2 separate regions of the Muntiacus reevesi genome follow, and region 2 is linked to region 1. The links are chromatin contacts, called in public Hi-C maps. All regions are on one chromosome and are shown on one strand. The core of a region is the stretch at or near the end of the contact, and the rest is flanking DNA. Distances in the headings are between cores, read along the strand shown. Region 1 holds the start of NPM3 (nucleophosmin/nucleoplasmin 3). Region 2 holds the start of ARMH3 (armadillo like helical domain containing 3).

Evidence for each region. Hi-C and Micro-C count contacts between places; a contact is called where the count stands out from the background.
Region 2: a Hi-C map of muscle shows a contact between it and region 1, with 2.9 times the contacts expected there. The contact joins the promoter of ARMH3 here to the promoter of NPM3 in region 1. A contact is called at or near these places in 2 of 3 Hi-C or Micro-C datasets (blood and muscle).

Annotation. Positions count from the first base shown.
Region 1 is chr2:145,118,259-145,123,910 of mMunRee1.1, reverse strand. NPM3 (nucleophosmin/nucleoplasmin 3) reads left to right here and starts at 4,193. Exons shown (of 6, transcript XM_065920086.1): 1 at 4,193-4,337; 2 at 4,636-4,721; 3 at 4,960-5,079; 4 at 5,198-5,291. The coding sequence starts at 4,220. OGA (O-GlcNAcase) reads left to right here. Exons shown (of 16, transcript XM_065923177.1): 16 at 936-3,066. The coding sequence ends at 1,072.
Region 2 is chr2:145,348,132-145,354,076 of mMunRee1.1, reverse strand. It overlaps ARMH3 (armadillo like helical domain containing 3), which reads left to right and starts at 3,343. Exons shown (of 26, transcript XM_065923189.1): 1 at 3,343-4,376. It overlaps HPS6 (HPS6 biogenesis of lysosomal organelles complex 2 subunit 3), which reads right to left and starts at 2,314. Exons shown (of 1, transcript XM_065920087.1): 1 at 1-2,314. The coding sequence starts at 2,216.

The DNA of each region.
Region 1 (5,652 bases), core at 2,944-5,443:
CATTACCAACTCTCGGGGCTTGGTCAAATTCATGTCCATCAAGTCCAACAACCTTTTAAAACTAAAAACTTCTTAGCCTTTGGGCAAGACAAAAATGAACATACAGAAGCTGAGCACTCATTAGAGAATTGTTGATGAATGAGAATGCACTTTGTTGCATCTTTGAATCATTTGGTTCAGTGGTGTCCCCTTTGTGGGATAATTGAAATAATTCTGTCTGAGGAAAGTATAATTCTCAGAAGTGTTGTGCTTGGAATTGAATCCTACAGGTGTGAGGTATGTCAACATAAAAAACACATTCTGGTTGTGTTGACTTGTGACGTAGGTTGGAATAGGCTCTGCTCTGTGGTTCCTTCAAAGGTATTTTGTGTGTGTATGTATAATGTTCATATATTCATGTATACATATTATAATTATATGTCAGCAGAGCTATTGTTTGCCTTGAGTTTTGTTCCATCCAAGGCTGGTGCCAGGCCCAACCCTACTTAGCTTCCGAGATAAGACAGGATTGGGCAAGTTCAGGGTGGTATGGCTGTAGACACTGAGGTTTTTGGACAACTTGTTTGCTAAAAGAAACTCTTTCTGGGGAAGAGTTTTTACTTGCTGTTCAAAAAAAAATTTTTTTGACGTATATTTGACAAGGATTGTCTGTATTTAAGGTGTACAATTTGATGCCTTGAAATACATTGTGAAATAATCACCATATTCAAGCCAGTTAACATACCCATTAACTTTAGGATAGTTATCATTGCAATATTGATGAATATTAATATCCATTGACTTTATATAAATTTTAAAAATTGTGAGAGATTTAGGGACTGGTATAGATAAGCTCCTACTGTGATCTATTTGAAATATATAAAGATTAATCACAAGTTCATAATTCTACTAATTCAGTAACATTTATATTGTGAATGTTTTGTTTTTTTCCCTAGGGTCCCGAGGGGCTTTCTGTGAAGTGAGACCTGATGATAAAAGAATTTTGGAATTTTACAGCAAGTTGGGCTGTTTTGAAATTGCAAAAATGGAAGGATTTCCAAAGGATGTGGTTATACTTGGTCGGAGCCTGTGACATTCGCTGGCACTATGAACTGTCGGAAAGTCTTAACTTCACCTGGTGGGTGGTGGTTGGGGTCTTCATACAGCTCAGCCTCTGGAGTGGCAATGAATCAACCAATTCAGATTGGAAACAGAACTGTGTAAAACTCACGCATCATACTTAGAGATACTTACTCACTGGTTGGAAGAAGATAATACTGCTGCGAATCCTGTAGGAAAGAGATTTGGGCCTCCTTGTTGGGTTTTGTGTTCGGTGCCAGGACCTCTTACATGGTCTTATAGGGAGGTGGTCGTCAATAAATGTAGTCAGCACTGTTTTCTGCATCCAGTGTGGTTGCATTTCTCACCTAAGAGTAATGAATCATTTGTCATCCTCCTTGGCTTATTGACTGAAAATGTATATCATGCTTTAGAGACGTGACAAAGATGGAAAAGATTTGGGTTCAGAGGCCTCAGGGTGGAGAGTCCAAGTGGGATGGTTATGGCATAGTTTAAGCTGAGGAAACGGTTTCAGTTTGGACGGTTTTTCTGCTTTTTTGTAAAGCCTTGGCTGGTTGTCTCATAGTGACCAATGGTTCAGGCAAGTTGTGATTTGTAGGGACAGATGTGCAGTTGTTTGTGGCAAAAGCCTAAAAGTGACAAACTTGTAAAAAAAAAAAAATGTATATAAACTAGCTGTAACCTGACTATCCTCTGTGTTTTTGTAATTTTCCTTTTGAAAATGAAAGGGTGCGGTTCAGAATGGCACTTTGAATAATGTAAATCAGTGGACAGTGAATTTTCTTTACTTTTGTCTTTGGTTTTGTTTTGTTTTTAAAAGAAGTTTTATTATTTTCAAAGTGCCTCCCACCTAGGGCTAGGCCATGACCACTTTGGGTATAAGAGCCTAACTTCATAGGACTCACAATCTGTTGCAAAGTGCAGTCATTTCTGGAAATTAACCTCAATGCAGGTCAGCATGTGAAATGGTAGTTTTGACATCTGGCAAGTAGGGTTTGGGGACTGATTGATCCCATTTGCCCACAGGTCAGTTGTCCTTTAATTTCAAGAGATTACTACTGGTTTTATTAAATCAGTCTTTAGTTCTTGCATGTTTGTATCTAATTTTTAAAAGAATGAGTACACTTTAACCAATGACTTACGGTTTCCCTTTTCTCTTTCCTTTAACTGCAGGTTCTGAAAGCTTCAAGTATTTTAATTTAGATTTGGTGTTTTTAAGGGTTCTGAGCAAATGCTCTTGCATTGAATCTTGCTCTGCAGGATTCATTTTCTTTTTTTATCATGGCTTACTGACTTCTCTGTAACAATGTTTTGTTACTTTGCTTCCCAGCAGTTTTGTATCAGCAGTTTAAGTGAGCTAAGAGGGAAGAGGGTCAAGGAGAAGAAAATTTAAAACATTTTCTTTCATAGATTTCCATCAGTGTAGGCTTTGAAAAAAGTCTTCTAAGGGATTGTACCTAGTGACTTTCAACCAAAGCCTGTGAGTGTGCAGCGAATGGGTGACATGAATGAAGGAGGGTTACATTCAGGGTTAGAAACCAGTAACTGGTAGCAGGATATGGAAGGTATGTTGTACAACTGGAACCAAGTTTGTATTTTCAAAGGCTGAGATGAAGGGAGGGTCTCTATCGGCTTAATGTCACTTTGTTTTTCTCTTTTAAGTACATTTTGTACACTAGTGGACATTTCTAGCATTTTATCTGGTGGATTCCATGGTCATCCTCCAGTGGAATCAGGATTTTCAGCAAGTTTGCTTGCAGCTTTATCTTTGTTTTTAATAATCAGTTTGGCTGGTATTCTGGTCACAGAGCTAACTATGAAACAGATGTCCAGGCCTCTAAGATCGTAAAATGCTGTGCTGTCTATCTTCTATGGTTATGGCTATTTATTATGGTTGGGATGATGTTTCATTGATTGTTTAGATCACAGCTCAGTTCCTGTAGAAAATGAACTGTATGTAAAACTATCTGAAGACCATACAAGAGGCAAAATAAAACTTGAAGTGAATGTGTGTGGTTGTGTACTGTGTAAACCTCCTCCTTGTTTTTGCCTCCTGCCTTTTTTCCTGCTCTTGCATTCCTAAGCAAGTATTCCTCCTTTCCAAAGCTGTTTCAACTTAAGGACTGGGTCTTAAAGGCGGTTTTCTCCTACTTCTATCTCTAGTAAAAGATTGCCTTCCATATTTTCCTCAAGGCAAGGCAAAAGATACAAGTAGACTCGTTTTGGCCAGGCCACCTTCCTGACACAGTTATAACCTGGGGGTAAATGAAGGCAACTAGTTTTGAGTTAGTTCATGCCACCTAATAGAATAAGGAAAATTGCCTGATTCTTTGGTCAAAAGGTGAAAGTTGAAGGCAGATCCCGAATTATGAGACAGAGTCTAAGACGTCAGTCAACGTTAGGCTGGACTAGTCTGCCTCTTGACAGGAGCAGCAATTAGCCCCACGCTTTAGCTAACTCCTCTGCTAGCAAGCGCCAGCATCTGGAGTTAAGTGTAGGTATACAACCGTGTGGATAGTGAGCCGCAGGATCGTTGCATATCCGGGAGTGGATGGAGTGGTTTGGGTACTAAGTAACAAGCTCAAAGTCTTGCCTCATGCTCCATTCCTTTGGAGGGACAGCAAATCTGTGTTCGCTTTTTTAAGAAAAACGACGCACTATATCTCGCCTTTGCTGGAAGAATTGGGAAGGCTTGCATTTTCACGTATTTAATGAAAGCTTAGCCTGGGGTGGGTGAGGGGAACACTTAGAGGCTCTGAGTGCAGAACTAGAGGAAATGGAGGCAGGAGCCTCCCTCAGAAAGTCTTGGTCGTTGAAGTGAGCAAGGACGTTAATGCCAAGCTAATGCTTGGCACTCTGCAAAGATATGCAAAGCAGACGCGACATACTGCGAGACTGCTTAAGGAGATGGTTGGATGGCATCACCGACGCAATGGACAGGAGTTTGAGTAGGCTCCGGGAGTTGATGGACAGGGAAGCCTGGCTTGCTGCAGTCCATGGTGTCGCGAACAGCCGGACACAACTGAACTGAAGGAGACGGCGATGACGCCTTGGACCCAGGGTGCCTCGCCAGCGTCTCCTTTAATAGGCGGGGCCGGAACCGCCGCGAGTCCCAGGCTTTGTACGTGTCGGAGGCGGAGCCGCAGAAGGCCCTAGCAGCATGGCAGCTGGCGCAGCGGCCGCCTTGACGTTTTTGGATCAGGAGAGCCGAGTCCGAGCTGGGGGGGTCGGCAGTCTGCAAGTCCCGGCCCCGGTCACTATGGACAGTTTCTTTTTCGGTATTGAGGAAAGGAGAGGCTGAGGGTGGTGCTGGGTTAGAAGCAGGGCTGAGGAACGGGAATGCAGACGTGGGCACGCCGTGGGTGGGGGCGGAGGGGGCCTCCCGCGGCAGCCTGAACCGGAGGGGAGAGCCAGGCTCCTGCCCTAGTTGTTCGGGGTGGGCCCGGGCCTAGCGCTCCAGAGGTTCCTGACACGTGGCCGTGTGAATGGCCGGTTAGTCCATGGCTGCAGGTGAACGGGATTTGGTGAAATGCCCTCCGCACACTGAAGCACATTCACACTGTTAACCTCTTCCAGGCTGTGAGCTCTCAGGCCACACCCGCTCTTTCACCTTCAAGGTAGAGGAAGAGGATGACGCGGAGCATGTGCTGGCTTTGACCATGGTAAGGGGCGGGGTAGGGGGAGTGGAGGTTAATTGGTTGACCTAAACAGGCTCTACTCGCGTGTCTATTCTTTCCCGCTCTATTGGGAGTCATCTACTCTGCTTAATCCCCACGTAGGGGCTCCCCTGGCCAGGCGATCCAGGGACCTCGGAGGCTGGGCAGGTTGTAGGGTAGATGCTTCCACTTGTGGTGTCCACCCTTATTGGGGGAGACTCCGAGGCCCTATATACCTTCCCAGCTCTGCCTCACCGAGGGGGCCAAAGATGAGTGTAATGTGGTAGAAGTCGTGGCACGGAATCATGACCACCAGGAGATCGCAGTCCCTGTGGCCAACCTCAAGTTGTCCTGCCAACCGATGGTGAGTTCCCTGGCCATACCTTGGGAGGCTGGGAGTTAGGAATTGAGGACTTCAGGACTTCACGCAAGGTGGGATGGGCTAGGAATGGGCCAGGCCTTCATCCTTGTCTTTCTCCCAGCTCAGTTTGGATGACTTCCAGCTCCAACCACCTGTAACCTTCCGCCTGAAGTCAGGTTCTGGCCCTGTGCGCATCACTGGGCGGCACCAGATTGGTGAGAATTTTCTCCTTTGCCTCCAGTAGACTCTCCATCTGGACTCCTACCCCACCCCAGCCATATCTCCCAGTGCAGTTCCCATACAGACCCTGGACTTTACTGCTACTGCTGCAGCTGCTAAGTCGCTTCAGTCGTGTCCGACTCTGTGCAACCCCTTAGACGGCAGCCCACCAGGCTCCGCCGTCCCTAGGATTCTCCAGGCAAGAGTACTGGAGTGGGTTGCCATTGCCTTCTCCGAGGACTTTACTACTTTACTACTCTACTACTCCACTTTAAAGATCCTCCACTTTGCTACTTCAGCTGTTCTTCACGGAACCTACCCCAGCTTATCCAGCTCCACTGATGTGGACTCCTTTGA
Region 2 (5,945 bases), core at 2,094-4,593, 230 kb before region 1:
AGGGCTCTGAGCAAGCCCACAGTGAGAGGGGGCTCTGCCCCAGGCTCAGGGAATGGGGCGGGGGGCTCCAACTCATCTGGGAGGTATGTCCGCAGTAGAAGCAGGAGTTCAGCTGGAGCTAGGTCTGGTGGGCACAGGCGGCAAAGCAGGGGGAGGTGAGCATCAAGCCGGCGATGCCGGGCAAATTCGGCCAAGAGCAGTTTGAAGATCTCACTTCGAAGCAGGGGGCTGGAGGGGCTGAGGGCCAGGCCAGCCTCCAAAGCCCGCTCCCACTGTTCCTTTTGCACCAGCTGCCCCACAGCTTGGAGCACAGCTTTGGGCCGCCCACTGCCCAAGAGTAGGTCTAGCTCCAGTGCTTCAGGCCTAGTTCCCTCCTCACCCAGTACTGCCAGGGCTCGGCGATAGAGGGGCAGCCCTGGGCCTCCTGCACCCCAGCCAGGCCCCCCCTGTTGCTGGGCCAGCTCCACAAAGGGTGGCAGCCATTGTGGCTCCAGCCGGCAGAGGCACTGGCACAGGAGTTCAAAGGGGGGCAGTATGCCATTGGGTGGTTCTTTTCCAGCTGCTGTAACCCCCAGTACCTTCTTCCACACATCTGGGGGAGCTTGGGACCTTAGATGGCCATTGCCATCTGGCTGGAGCTGCAGGACCCTGAGGATGGCACCCCAGGCTGCTGTAGGGAGGGCTTGGAAAATGGTGTTGAGCTGGGCCAGCTGGTCTCCCATCAACTCAGTCCTCAGCAGCCGTGCCACTTCGTGCTCTGCCAGCTCAGTCCAGCCGGCCTCCTCCTCATCCCCAGCCACTAGCTGGGCTTTGAGCTGTTCTAAGCCCCGGTAATCCCGAAGCTCGGCCCTCAGTGTGGCCAACAGTGCTGATGGGGACACATGGCCCTGGAGGATGGATGCCAGGGCCTGAGGTGCCCGGAATGTGCTGTTCTGTCGCAGTTCCTCTGGGGTGAGCTGGGCACCCCGCAGACTCCGTCGCTGGTAGTACTTGCTGGCCTCCTCAAACACCATGTCTTCAGCTGAAGGCAGCTCAAGGCTTTGTGGGGTTTTCCAGCCTACTTGAAACAGACCCACAGCTGAAAGCAAACGAAGACCCCCTCGAGTCTCCAGCTCTTCCTGATCTTCCATGCCAGGGGCGGGGGGTTCCAGCAGATGTACTCGGTCTGTACTCAGGATCTTCCTCTCCAGCAGCTGCCCACTGCCCATGTCCAGCAGTTCCAATGTGGAGCCCAGCACACAGGCCAGAGTGCCATGAAAGGTGCCCAGTGCTGCAGACCCTGCCAGGCTGGCAGGTGCCTCCTGCAGGGTGCCAACAGTCCGGGAGCCACCGTGGGGCTGTACCAGGCTTACGGTGCCCCTGAAGTCAAGCCACATCAGGCCCTGGGGAGTTGGGGCCCAGGTATGTACAGTCAATGGCTGCCTGGGGGACAGCAGTCCAGGAAGGCCTCGGAGCAGTGTCCTGAAGTCCCATGTGTCCCCTCTTCCAGGATTCAGGCTTTTACTGTGGGAGAGGCCAAGACATGGGGCGGTCACCACTACCTTGCCCTTGCTTGGGCTCCAGATGAGCAGAATATGACCCAAGCCAGGCCAGGTGGTGGCAGTGGGCACCAGGAAGAGGTCCTTGCGGGAGGTCAGCAGCCCGAAAGCAGGGCAGTGGTGCAGCAGTATGTGTGTGCTGCTCAGGTTGGTGCCGGCCTCCCCGCTGGGCTCGAGGGTCCTGACGCACACACAGTGGCTGAAAGCCACTGCGGGAGGCCCGACCTGGCTCTCAGCGCCGGCCTGCCGCTCCTCGCACCACACCAGGCGGCCTCGGGGCGCCGCCACGGCCACCACACGGGCTCCACCTCCAGGACACAGCTCGGTGCTCTGCAGCAGCCGCCAGCCGGGCCCCACCCCCGAGCCCCACACCTCTACTAGGCCACTCTCCCACACTAGGACTAGCGCCGATCGCGCCGGCCACGGCAGAAGGAAGGCGTCTAGAGGTGAGGGCTGGCCAGGCGGCCAGGCACTTTCCAGCTCCGCGCCGGGTCCACGCACCGCGACCAGCAGTTGCGGGGCTGGTGATCCCGGAGGTCGCAGCAACAGTAGGTGGCGGCCGTCTGGGCTGCAGCGAACTCGGACGGCTGGGTCCCCGGCTAGCAACTCCCGGAGCCGGGCCGCGCCGCTGAAGTTGCTCAGATCTGAGAGCAAGCGCAGAGTCCCCGCACGCTTCATGGTGCAGTCCGTGCCGGAGCACGCCTAGGCCCGCCGCACCTAGGGCAAGGCCCGTCTCTCAGTGCCGGGTTCCCGCGGGAAGTCGAGGATGGGGTTGAGACTTCCGTCCCCGGTCGACTGGGCGAGCCAAGGCCGGGTTAAGACTCAGCCCCGCCCAGCCCCGCCCCTCACGGCTAGCTCTAGACCAGCGTCTGTTTTACGCCCTGCCGGCATAACACCGCCCATCAAGGGGCTGGGGGCGGCTACAGGGGCATAGCTGTGGGAGGAGCCGCGAGAGCACCCAATGGTCTCAGAGCCTCCGGCCTCGCCAACCCTGGGGACGCTTTCAGAGGCTGGCTGCCTCAGGCCCCAGGAAGCCGGGGAGTGGCCCAGAGTCTGACTAAAGAATCCAGATTCCAGCCCTTTCAGTATCCAACTCCTAACGCTTCCCTTCCTTCCAAGCCACGCTCTCTCATTCCAATTTATTAATGAAATTTTTTATTGAGCACCTACTAAGTGCCTGGCTTTGGGGAGACAAACCTGAACAAAAAAGAAAACCTCAGCTTCCCGGAATGACAATCTAGTGGAAAAAACAATAGCTAGTACTTTCTTAGCAAGTACTGTGACTCCCACCCCCTTTTAAAGATGAGGGAAATGGGGGGGGGGGGAATGAGGGAAATGAAGCACAGAGAGATAAGGTACATTGACCAAGATCACACACCTATTAAGCAGTAGAGATAGAGGTAGGATTTCAACCACATGCAATCTGGGTCTAGGGTCATTGCACCAAACCATTTTATCAACAACCCATCCAAACTAACATTGTGCTAGAAAACAAAATTAAAACGTACTTTAATGGTACTGAGTCTGTGTGTAATCTCTTCAGCACCTACAAATTGACATGCAAGAGTTCTTTCCACCCCAGATTGCCTTCTCAGATGCTGTAGTATTCTTCTGTCCTCCAATTCCAGTCCATGAGCCTTGCCCCTCCCTCCCTTTCTGCACAACTTCCCTGAGAATTGCATCCATATCTGTTTCATCAGCCTCATTTTGTCCTCTTGCTCTCAGTATGGAGAAGGAAATGGCAACCCACTCCAGTATTCTTGCCTAGAGAATCCTGTGTACAGAGGAGCTTGGTGGGCTGCCATCTATGGGGTTGCACAGAGTCGGAAACGACTGAAGCGACTTAGCAGCAATAGCAGCTCTCAACATACAAACACTCGCCAGTTTGTCCTGTTTTGGAAGCCACTCTTTCATTCTTATTTCCCCCAACTGTCACCCCTATTACTCCTTCTCCCTTCACAATCAAGTTTCTTGCAGATTTAGCATTTGTTGTCTCTACTTTCTCTTCTTCCATTCATTTCTCAAACCACTACTTATCAGAAGCAGATTTTCCTGAGGTCTCCAAGGTATTTTAGTTTCCTTTTCTCTTTGAGACATTTGACAACTTCCTTATTGAAAGTCCCTCCTATAGTTTCCACAGCATTTTCTTCCCCTCTAATTTTCCTCCTTTTTAGATAGTACTATATCCAGAACTTTGTTATTGGTTTCTCTTTCTCCACCATCCTTTTAATGCTGGTTTAAAGTTCCGTTTGGGGCCCTTTTCTCTCTGCCCCCACCCCCCATTATTATTATTTTTTAACCCTCTTCCTAGACCATTTCTTTCCTTCTTGTGGCGTGAACCATTACCACTAGGACAATGGCTCCAAAATATTTATCTACAGCCAAGATATCTCTGCAGAATTCCAATAGAAGATATCCAAACGTCTACTAAATACTTTTGCCTGGATATTTAATAGACATTTCCTAAACATCACCTTCCTCCCCAAACTTGCCTATTTCAGAATTTGCCATATTTAAAGAAACTGCTAATTCAACTTGTATCCAGTAGACTCCTGATACAGGTTCCTTTTGCTAATTTCTTTCTCGCGGTGCATTTCGGGAATCGTAGTCTTTGTGATGCTTGCTGGGAATCGTGGTCCGAGCCAGCCTCAGGCAGCGGGCGCAGGCGAACCTATCAGCGGCAGACTTTAGGACCCAGCGGGACACGACGGGCTGGGGGGAAGGGTCGGGGGAGGTCGGGAGCGCGTCCGTGAGTCCGGAGCAGCGGCGGTATCGGTGGCGTCGGGAGCGAGCGGACCCGGGAGCGGCGCGGGTGGTGGAGGAGGAGCCAGGGGCTCGGTAAGCGTTGCCGGCCCGGGCAGGTTTCCGAACCTGGCCAACCTCTGCGGGTCCTGCCTTACTAGGCCTTGGCCCTGAAGCGGCCCTGGGGGCGGGGCCTGCGCTCGCCGGGGGGACTACGCGGGGAGAGGGAGGGAGGCAGGGCAGCTGCTGAGGCGGGCGGAGGCTGCGTGCGGCGGGGAGGGTGGGCCCCGAACGGCGGAGCGGAGCGAAGCGAAGCGAGAAGCCGAGCGCTCCTCTGGCAGCCGGTCCCTCTAACTCTCAGTGCCGCTTCGGGTCCCTGGTGGGCTTTCCTGGCAGCCGAGGCGCTGACCTTTGACCCGGCACGAGGCTGACCCGGACTCCTCAGGCTACCTTGAGAGCTTTTCTCCCAGGTTGTTCCCACCCGAGTGGTGTTCACCCCATCCGAGTGGCCTTCACCCCATCCTGGCCCTGAGGTGAGGGCGCGGAGTAAGACCCAGGAGAAGGGCTAGAGGAAGCCCTGTGTGCCCGAGTGTTCAGGTGTCCCGGAAGGGCTCCATCCTGTCCTGCTTTACAGTCTCTGACCGTCGAGCTTCAGCCCACCCTTCACACAAAGCTACCATGTTTTCTCTCGCTAACTAGGTGTGAACCGGGGAAACGAACCTGTTTCCAGTAAGGTGTAGGGAAGAAACAGGAAATAAAAGCTGGTTCCTTGGGGAAGGAGAACTATGGGAGGCTGAGGAGTGCTGCCTCTCGACGTGGAGAAGTAGAGGCTTGGGCAGGGCCCAGTAAATGTGGATCATCTGACCCGCCCCAGTTCCTCCTCTCCAGGAAAAGTTTTGCGTGTAGTGAGAGCTGTTTCTTTACTATTCTGTACTCTCACTGACTTTGTAAAGGAGGGCAAGTAGGGTTTTTGTCTGCTGTTAATTTAGCTCAAGTTAATTGGGATTATTTTCGGTGTGCCTTAGTTGGTCTTGTGTGCACCGTACCTCCTGTGTGAGGGCTTTTCCAGATATCAGATAAGTCTAGAAGAAAGGATGATTCTTCTTGTTAGGATTGTGAACGAGTACTCTTAATCTTTCCTTAGTGAACAGGGGAGCCTTTAAGGTATTCTCATAGGATGCTTAGGCATTGTAATTCATATACTCGTTAGACATTTGAATAGTAATAATAAAACCTCTTGAAAACTCAAAGCAGTGTTATGAAAGTTACTTTTATATAGAGCCAAGTCCAGAAATCCATAAAATTTGGGGAAACTAACCAAATAATAAATTGATCCAGGATATATGAGGGTGAACTCTATTCAACACACATTTATGGAGCACTTATCTGGGGTTAGATATATGAGTATCAGGCCTCTTGCCTTCGGAGATGGCCCACACTGTCTGTGGAGTGTGTTTCTCAAGATAAATCCACTTCTTACTTTAAAAAAAAGAAAGATGACTGTCTTTCTTCAAGAACATCAAAGAGACATATTCACATGAAAGTTGTAGTGCTGCGTGTTACATATCCATTTAAAGGAATTTATTGGATGTGAAGGAAATACTACCATTGCCTGGAGAGTCAGGGCAATCTGCAGGGAGGAAGTATTTGAGTTGGGTGTTGGAA